Linked DNA regions of Sus scrofa: regions 1 and 2 are each linked to region 3. A link is a contact called in public HiChIP or PLAC-seq data. All regions are on one chromosome and are shown on one strand. Each heading gives the region's core, a stretch centred on a gene start, on an enhancer-like site or on the middle of the called end of the contact. The rest is flanking DNA. Distances are from core to core; before and after follow the strand shown.

The links. HiChIP or PLAC-seq counts read pairs in DNA pulled down with a chosen protein or histone mark.
Region 1: a contact with region 3 is called in an H3K27ac HiChIP or PLAC-seq map of alveolar macrophages. The contact joins the promoter of CCR4 here to the promoter of UBP1 in region 3. A contact is called at or near these places in 1 of 5 promoter capture datasets (fetal liver) and 1 of 2 datasets of contacts at active chromatin or transcription factors (alveolar macrophages).
Region 2: an H3K27ac HiChIP or PLAC-seq map of alveolar macrophages shows a contact between it and region 3. The contact joins the promoter of PDCD6IP here to the promoter of UBP1 in region 3. A contact is called at or near these places in 2 of 5 promoter capture datasets (fetal liver and liver), 1 of 47 Hi-C or Micro-C datasets (liver) and 2 of 2 datasets of contacts at active chromatin or transcription factors (alveolar macrophages and skeletal muscle).

What each region holds. Positions count from the first base shown.
Region 1 is chr13:18,859,163-18,861,862 of Sscrofa11.1, reverse strand. It overlaps CCR4 (C-C chemokine receptor type 4), which reads right to left and starts at 1,267. Exons shown (of 2, transcript XM_005658814.3): 1 at 942-1,267.
Region 2 is chr13:19,595,645-19,598,344 of Sscrofa11.1, reverse strand. It overlaps PDCD6IP (programmed cell death 6-interacting protein), which reads right to left and starts at 1,281. Exons shown (of 18, transcript XM_021071622.1): 1 at 877-1,281. The coding sequence starts at 1,085.
Region 3 is chr13:19,275,097-19,277,796 of Sscrofa11.1, reverse strand. UBP1 (upstream-binding protein 1) reads left to right here and starts at 1,405. Exons shown (of 15, transcript XM_021071558.1): 1 at 1,405-2,040. The coding sequence starts at 1,928.

The DNA of each region.
Region 1 (2,700 bases), core at 18-2,517, 420 kb after region 3:
CAGCTGAGGTTAAAACTTTCTTAACCTTACACACACGCACGCTCACACCACCCTCATTTCCTATCTAAATCAGCAGATGAGGAGGTTAAAACCTTCACATGTTCACGTGTGAATCAGAGCAATCCAGGGAGGAGGCTTTCTGACTCAAGACCACCTCCTCTTGTATTCTTCTTAATGGCTCCCTGATACTCATTAAAATCATTTTTACAAATTGTTCGATAATTCACATCTATTCCACTCCCTACGTCCCACCCTGAACACCACACACCCAAACACCAAAACTATGTGTTTCTCAAGGGAGAGGTTTTGATTTCTTCCTGCAATGGATGCTGAACATCTGGGGCATCACAGGGTCTCCAAAAAAAAAAAAAAAAAAAAAAGAGAGAGAAAAGAAAAGAAAAAAGCCAAAACAAACAAACAAACAAACTGTTAAATGTTATGGACTCTAGTTAAACAATAATTCTAATCTTTCTCTACCATTTTACTAGTGCAAATGAAAGGGATAGAAGAAGTTGATGAGTTAGGAAATTATCAGGAAAAGAAACAAAAGTCAACACGGCTGTTAAATGTCTGAAATCATTCTGTGGCCTGGTCTTTCTTGACCAGGGGTGTCTTGATAGAAGCAAGAAGCAGAGAAGTGTTTATGTTGAGTGAAAATTATCCGTGTTCCGAGCATGTGGCTTAGGCCAGATGTGTGCAGAAGAGAGCCCTGTGTATGTGTAAGAGCCGGTCAGATGAGGGCTCTGAGTGTGTGGGCACAGGTAGGTTATAAGCAAGCTGCGGGAGAGAGGCCAACTAGAATGACAGGCAGAATGACCAGGTTGCCCGAGTGATGGGCTGGCTGCGTGGCTGGGCAGCTTTCAGTGCTTCCAGGGTCCAGACACCTGTGGACCAAGCAGCACTTGGCCTGAGACCTTGAGAATGGTCCCACCCCCACTTACCTTGCTTGTCTTAAAGTGGCTCCAAGGAAGGTCTGCGAGGCAGTGCCCGGCTTGCTCAAGAAGCGTGATGCTAAGAAAGACAGGTGCCTTTGAAGGGCGCGTGGCTTCCTGTGAGCACCAGCTCTATCCCTCACTCATCTACGATGAGTGCAAGTGGGGTTTTTTGATAGAAGTAAGAAGCAGAAAAAGAGTGACTCTTAGCTTGGGTTCAGGTTAAACTCTTAGTCACTCATTTCCCAAAACAGAAAGCTAGGAAGCTTTGCCCTCTGTTAGATGAGGGAGGAAAATGAGGGGAGGTTTCTTATTCGTTTTTTGTTTTTGGCCACAGCATCCAATGGCTTGATGTGGAATCTCAGTTCCTAGACCAGGGACTGAACTTGGGGCTGCAGCAGCAAAAGCGCCAAGTCCTAACCACCAGACTACCAGGGAACACCCCTGAAGTAAGTTTTTAAAAAGAGAAACTTTTTTAAAATTAAAAAAATTTACAAATTAAAAAAAAACTCTAAAAAGTTTTTAAAGTTTTAAAATTTGTTGGATTTTTAACTTAATTTTTTTCATCTCAGCTGGGTATGTACAGCAGAAATGATCTTTATATTCTGGATCAGTGGGCTATTTATTTATTTTCCCATCATGGATGTACAGTAGCCAGCAATCAAGATACTCTAAACAGTGGGATCTGAAGAGGTCAGAGTGAGAGGCCAGATTTACTCCAAATAAGGACAGTCAGGAGTAGAGAAGAGAAAAATGTATTCAAATGTGTGCATCTGACAGTGATGCGGAGGGTCTACTCAACCACATTCAATAAATGACAAGTCCTCAGTCTGGTGTAAAGTGCCATGAGGACTGAGCTCTGAGCCTCCTTCACAACAGGGGCTCAATGCCCTTTCTGCCTCAGGCCCTTTCTACTCAGTGGAGCTTCCCCTGACAATGATCCTGGCTGAAAGATTCTTTGGGTTTGTGTACCAATCGTAGCAAAGGGGCTGACACCAGTCCCAAGTCTTTTCTACCTAGTATCCTTGGCTTCTGTGAGCTCCCAGCATTTCCTTCTGTGTGTCTACAATTGCTTGGCTCTTTGGTTCAGCTTAAAAGAGCCACAAATTTCAATTTTCCTGAGGAATTTGCATGAATAAAAACTGAAAAACTGAGTAGAGTAGTGTTTATCAATGCTTTTTTCATTATCACTCCTCCTAAGGGGTCTCTTCAGATTAGTTTTTCCTAATCACTTTCCCATGAAATTTTAATACCATAGATAAATTGTAAATCTGCTTTTTATGCATACATATATGCTTTATATATAAAAGAGTAAGATTTGTTTTGGAGGTCAAGAATCTTGAGCTAGAACAGTGCTTCCCTGTGTGAAATGTGGAGCCAGATTCACAGAAATTTTGTGAAAAAGAAATGGAGATCTGTGGCCAAGTAAGCTTGAGGAATGCTGGCCTTGGGTGCGGGTTAAACACAGTTCCTTACTGTAGTGCTTTCCAGTGCTAATATTATCATGAACTCTGGAAGGAGACATAGAGTAAAAATGTCCACAATATGTTTTGTTTCCAGAGCTGACACCAGATCCTTGCTCAAATTCTGGCAATCCCTCCCTTAGATAGGAACTAGCATATATCTTTTAAGTAACAGGGTCAAGAGACAAAGAAAGGAAGCTATAGGAAGAGAAAAAAAAAGCCCAGATGGACCCAGCTGGAACCAAGATGAATCTGCCCTCCAGCAGCCTCTGAGCCTCATTCTATACTGATTTTACCACATCATC
Region 2 (2,700 bases), core at 32-2,531, 320 kb before region 3:
ACGATCTTCAGGAATGCCTAAAGCTAAGGGAGCAATATTCCTTGGCTTTTCTAGAACAAACAAGCTAGTTTAACCTGAGCTTCTCCTTACTTGCATTCTAACAGAGCTGTGTTTTTCTCTTGAAACAAGGAGAAAGTGTTACACATAGGAAATGAGATCATTAACAAGGTAGAGCAAAGAAATGTTTAACTATAAAGCGCTATAGAAATGTTCTGCCATCCTAACTGCAAAGTACTACAAAAGGAACTCCCATTAAATACAGCATGAGTTCAATAAACATTTGCTAAGATAAATTTACTCCATTAAGTGCCTACTTGTTTATGAAGAAACTGACTTCAAGCAACCTACCTTGAACATTCTGACACTCAAGTTTAATTTCAAATAATGGCAGCTCCTAACCTACATAATTATTTGGTTATGAGGGACTTAGGAAGACGGCTCATTTCAAGTGGACAGGTAATAAACATGTGTTCCAATGTCCCAATTCTGCCACTTCCCTCAAGCAATTAGCATTATGAAATCCAAACCTGACCAGGAAAGTTTTGCAGTGAAGGGAGGAGTCTCATTTAGAACCCCCGAAAAAGTGAAGAAAACTAGTTCTGGGTAAATGTGGCAAGATAGATCAGTACGTGGCAGAGCGTTCCTCCCAGACCGACCGAGTCCCAGCAGACCAAGGGCCGGGGTGGGAAGCCAGGGGAAGCGGGTAGGGTCACCGGGGCCTGCTAAACAGGAAGGAATGCAGACCACACCTACGCGGCCAGGCAAGCTGGGGCCGGGCCCGGGGCAGTGGGTGTAAAGGAGGGAGGCAGGGAGGGCAGAGGAAGCAAGGAGAGTGGCAGGCCGCCGACGGCCTCCCCCGTCCGACCCCAGGCCCACCTCAGGAGCGTCTCGAGCGCGCCCTCGTGTTTATCCAGCGGGCGGCCGAGCGCGGCGCGGCGCAGTTTGCTGAGCTCCTCCGCCGCGCGGCAGTACTGGGCCTGCTCCTCCCCGCCGCTCGGGTACGTCTGCTGGATGAACTTCACCAGCGGCTTGGCCAGGTCCACCTCCGAGGTCTTTTTCTGCTGTACTGAAATGAACGTCGCCATGGCGAGCGCCTCGGCCGCCCTTAGGGCCGAAGAGACCGCGGGACGGCGACAAGAGCCGAGGCGCGCGGAGTACCGGGACGACGGACCGGCCCACCGGCGGACTGGACTGGCTGACGGACGTGCGCCCGGCCTGCGCTTTGGGTCCAGCCACTTCCGGGAGCTTCCGCGCAGGCGCACTCGGCGCGACGCCCGCGGTCACGTGAGGGAGTTCCCGCGACGGCGTAGCTCACCTGGGCCCGGTTGCACCCAGGCTCAGCCGTAAGGTCGTGGCTCCGTCCTCTTGAGGAATTCTTTGCTTTCTGCGTATTGCCTCGGCGGGTGGGCAAAGCACTCTCAAGTGAAGATAAATGTTTCTCTACTAGAATAACTTCCCAGGGATGTATTCCTGTTACTGCCACCTGCGCGAGTTTTCGACCACCTATCAAGACCTGGCAGCCTCAGGGTATATTGTGACCTATGGTAATTTGTTCACCGGGCTCCTCTATACAAATACTGCGTGCACAGTGAACCGAGTAGGCAAGGTCCTTGCCATTGTGCAGCTTATTGTCAGGTAAGGACACAGATATTAAGGTGGACCAAAAAAGTATCATGGTACAAAAAGCAGAATACTTGGAATATGGGTTATGAGGTTCTCGAAAGAACCTAGTTTAAACAATAATAATAATTAGATAATGAGAGACGGTGACCTGTAGAAAATCTACAGTTTGAGAAGATGCTTGACATTAGGAGAAAGGAGAAGTGTCCAGGAGAGTATTGGCAGGGGAGAGCCTCCCAGAGCAAGAGGCCAAGGCCCTGGAGACAAGCACTTCCCATGTTTAGGGAGTATTAGCAAACAGTGTGGAAGAAACATAAAAAGCAAGTAGAGAATGGATGAAATGAAGTTGGAAGAGTATATAGGCATCAAATCTTTCAGAACCTTGTAGGCCAAGTTAAAGAATTTGTATTGTAGAATAAATGAAAAGGAAGTTATGAATGGCATTTAAGCACCAGTGACATGATACAATTTACATTTTTTAAAAGCCACCTTGTGCATCAGTCTGATGAGATATAGTATGAAGTTTACAATGTCACCATCTATGATATATTCCAGGCAAAAACGTTTAACTTGAATCTATTGATTCTTTGCATCTAACACACAATTTATAAGAGATATAAAAAATAGAAGAGCAAGCCAAATGATACCATAAAAAGTAACCAAATAAATCCAAAAGGTGGAACATTCCACAGGATAACTGGCCCCATCTCTTGAACAATTTATAGTTATGAAAAAAGCCTTTGAAAAGGAATTTGAGGGATATAGAGTCTGGATTGAGTTCTAATTTCAACAGACCACGTATAAAATGCATTTTCAGGACAGTTAAAGAAATCTGAATATAGATGGACTGAATATGAGATGAAAATGTATGGCCATGGAAAGATGGAGGTCATTAAATGAAAAGAGCAAGTCACAAAACTGTATGTATGTTACACTATCTCGTTTTGATTACAGAATGCACATATGGGGAGTTCCCATTGTGGCTCAGCAGAAACGAATCCAACTAGTATCCATGAAGATGCAGTTCAATCCCTGGGCTCCCTCAGTGGATTAAAGATCCGGCATTGCTGTGAGTTGTGG
Region 3 (2,700 bases), core at 156-2,655:
AAAAAAAAAAAAAAAAAAAAAAAAAGATGGTAAGGCACACTTTATTTAGGACCATTCCTACAGGTACAGAGAGCACTGCAGTGGGATTTGCAGTGGGGGAGACTGGACTCAATCCCAAATAAAGCATGGTAAAGGGAATAGGGAGGGCGTCAGCAGATGGAAAATTACTAAGAGAAACAACAGGGTAGTGGTGTTTTTTGTTAAACCCAAGTAACAAGATTTTTTTGTTGAAGGCAAGCCAGGATGATCAGACATCACCTGGGGGATGGTGAAGGCTAAGAACCTGATCAGATATGCAAATAGAGTGTACCTACACTTTCTTGCTAAAATTGAATTTTACAAAGTAAGGGCTCAGATAGGACTAGGAGAAGATCAAGAGCTTGACTAAAGTTTGGTCAAGCAAAGAATCTTTGTCCTAAAAACCCAGCAGCTTCTACTGCCCGTCTTTTGAGACACTTGATTTTGGAGCCCAGCTGCCACGCTATGAAGGAAGTCAAGACCTCGTGGAAAGGCCTGTGTAGGCTTTCCAACAGGCCCAAGTGGGGTCCCAGTCCACAGCCAGCATCCAATAAGCTTGAGTATCGAAGTCTTGACAAGACTTTAGCCTCAGCCACCTGACCGCACTCACAGGAGAGACCCTGGGTGAGAATCGCCTAAGCCCAGGGAACCCCAGAATCCTGAACAGCAACAACAGCACAACTGCCCACTGTTCCTGCTACTGAACGCCCGCTTTAACTAGCCTAACTGCTCAGGGCAATAAGCTGTTGAAGGAACTTTCCGGAGCCCTTTCTAGGGAGCATTGATTGGCTTGCTTTCAGGTCAGTCAAGACTTTTTGCCCAATAAGTCTCTTAGTTCCCAAGACAGGGTGTGAGTCTATTGGCTAAACTCACAACTGCTTTCTCCATCTATAGCGTGGGCAAAACCCCAGAAACTACCCACAAAGACCACACGGGATCAAAGCACCTTCACAAGTATGGAGGCTTCCTCCAGTTCAACTCAATGAACTCTTTCTTTTGACAGCAAATTTGGTCCTTGAGCCCGCCCAGGAGGAAGAAGAATTTGATTGGTTTTTTAGTACAGGGCAGAGACTCACGGGAGCCTAGACCAGGCACCTGCCATTATTGTTCAGTTCGCCTGTCAGTCAGCCCGCTTTTCTGGATGGGCGGAAACGGCCGGCCCTTTTGGCCCCGCCTCTTCCTGGGGGTGGTGTGCAGGGAGGCCGCCCGGCCGCGGGGGCTGGGAACCTGCGGCGTGGGCGGGGCCGTGCTGCGCGGCGCGACAGTTCCTCCACCGCTAAGCTCCGGGAGTGCCGCGAAATCCCCGGCGGTGCGGGGCGGGCCTGAGCCCCGGGCGAGCGCGGGGGCGGGGGCGCGGCCGGGGTGGGGCCGGAGGAGGCGGAAGCGGGGAGCGAGCTCCAGCCGGAGCCATAGCGAAGCCAGCATCTGGGCCGACGGAGCGGCGTCGGCGGGGTTGGCCGGGGCGGCGGGACGCTAGAGCCTGGGCGGGCGGGCCGAGGGTCGAGGCCGGGGGTCGGGTGACGGGCGGGCTGAGCTCCCGCCCCCGCGCGGTCCAGGGGAGGATGCGGCCAGGGGCCTCGGGGCGGGGCGGGCGGCGGCGTTGGCAGCGCTAGCGGCGCAGGGGGTGGGCGGCGGCGGCATGAGGCGCGGGGCCGGCGCCCGCGGGAGGGAGGCGCTGCCGGCGGCCCGGCCGCTCCCGCTGCAGCTGCTCGCCGGGCTCGCCGCTCCCTGCCCGCGGGGCCCCGGCTGCTCTTGTTCCGGACGCTGCCCGGGTCGCCGCTGGTGACCATTCGCCGCGCCGCCGGAGGCTTCACCCGCGCCCTCCCCCAGGACGCGCCCGCGGAGCTCCGGCCTCTTCGCCCCGCTTGCGGAGGCCGCGCTGCGCGCCGGGCGGCGGCGAGGCCGGAAGATGGCCTGGGTGCTCAAGATGGACGAGGTGATCGAGTCTGGGCTGGTGCACGACTTCGACGCCAGCCTCTCGGGCATCGGGCAGGAGCTGGGCGCCGGCGCCTACAGCATGAGGTACTCGTGCGCGGTCGGGCTAAGCCACTGTCTCCTTGGGAAAGGCCTTCACGACCCTGGGCCTCTGTCCGGCGCCATGGAGCACCGCGGGCCTCTGCCCTCCGCGGTGCCGGGGGACTGAGGGCGGCATTTTTGGTATAAAATACGCCCCGCGTTGGGGTGGCTTGAGTAGGGGGGAAGGGGCTTCCTTCCCTTGCAAGTGATTTACAAGCCACTTAGAGCTGGAATACGGTGCACGAAATGGTAGGATTTCTATTGGGAATACACTCTCCGAGGTTTTGCTGTCAGTTGCTACTCGGTTTTACATTGTAGTCTTCTCTGGTGGCAAGTTTAATCATTTGATATTCCAGTAGTAATTATATCGTTTGTGGAAGTAGCCACGGGGGAGAAGAGCACATTAATTTAGTTATGTTTTTTGATTGTCTCAAACTTGAAGTTTTTCATGGGGGGAACTACCCTCTTAGGCTGTTTTCTTTTGAAAAAGGCTTTAAGATGCAGTGATCGCACCACAAACGAGAGTTTGTTTAGTCTCTGCTGTTTGTACAGGGAGCCATTCATTTTGTTTAATTTTAAGAGTTGAAATAGATCAGAGCTTAGTCTCTTGCCTTTATCCTGAAGAATACGTTTTTTTCCTCTTCCTATCAGTTGGCAGCCCTGTAT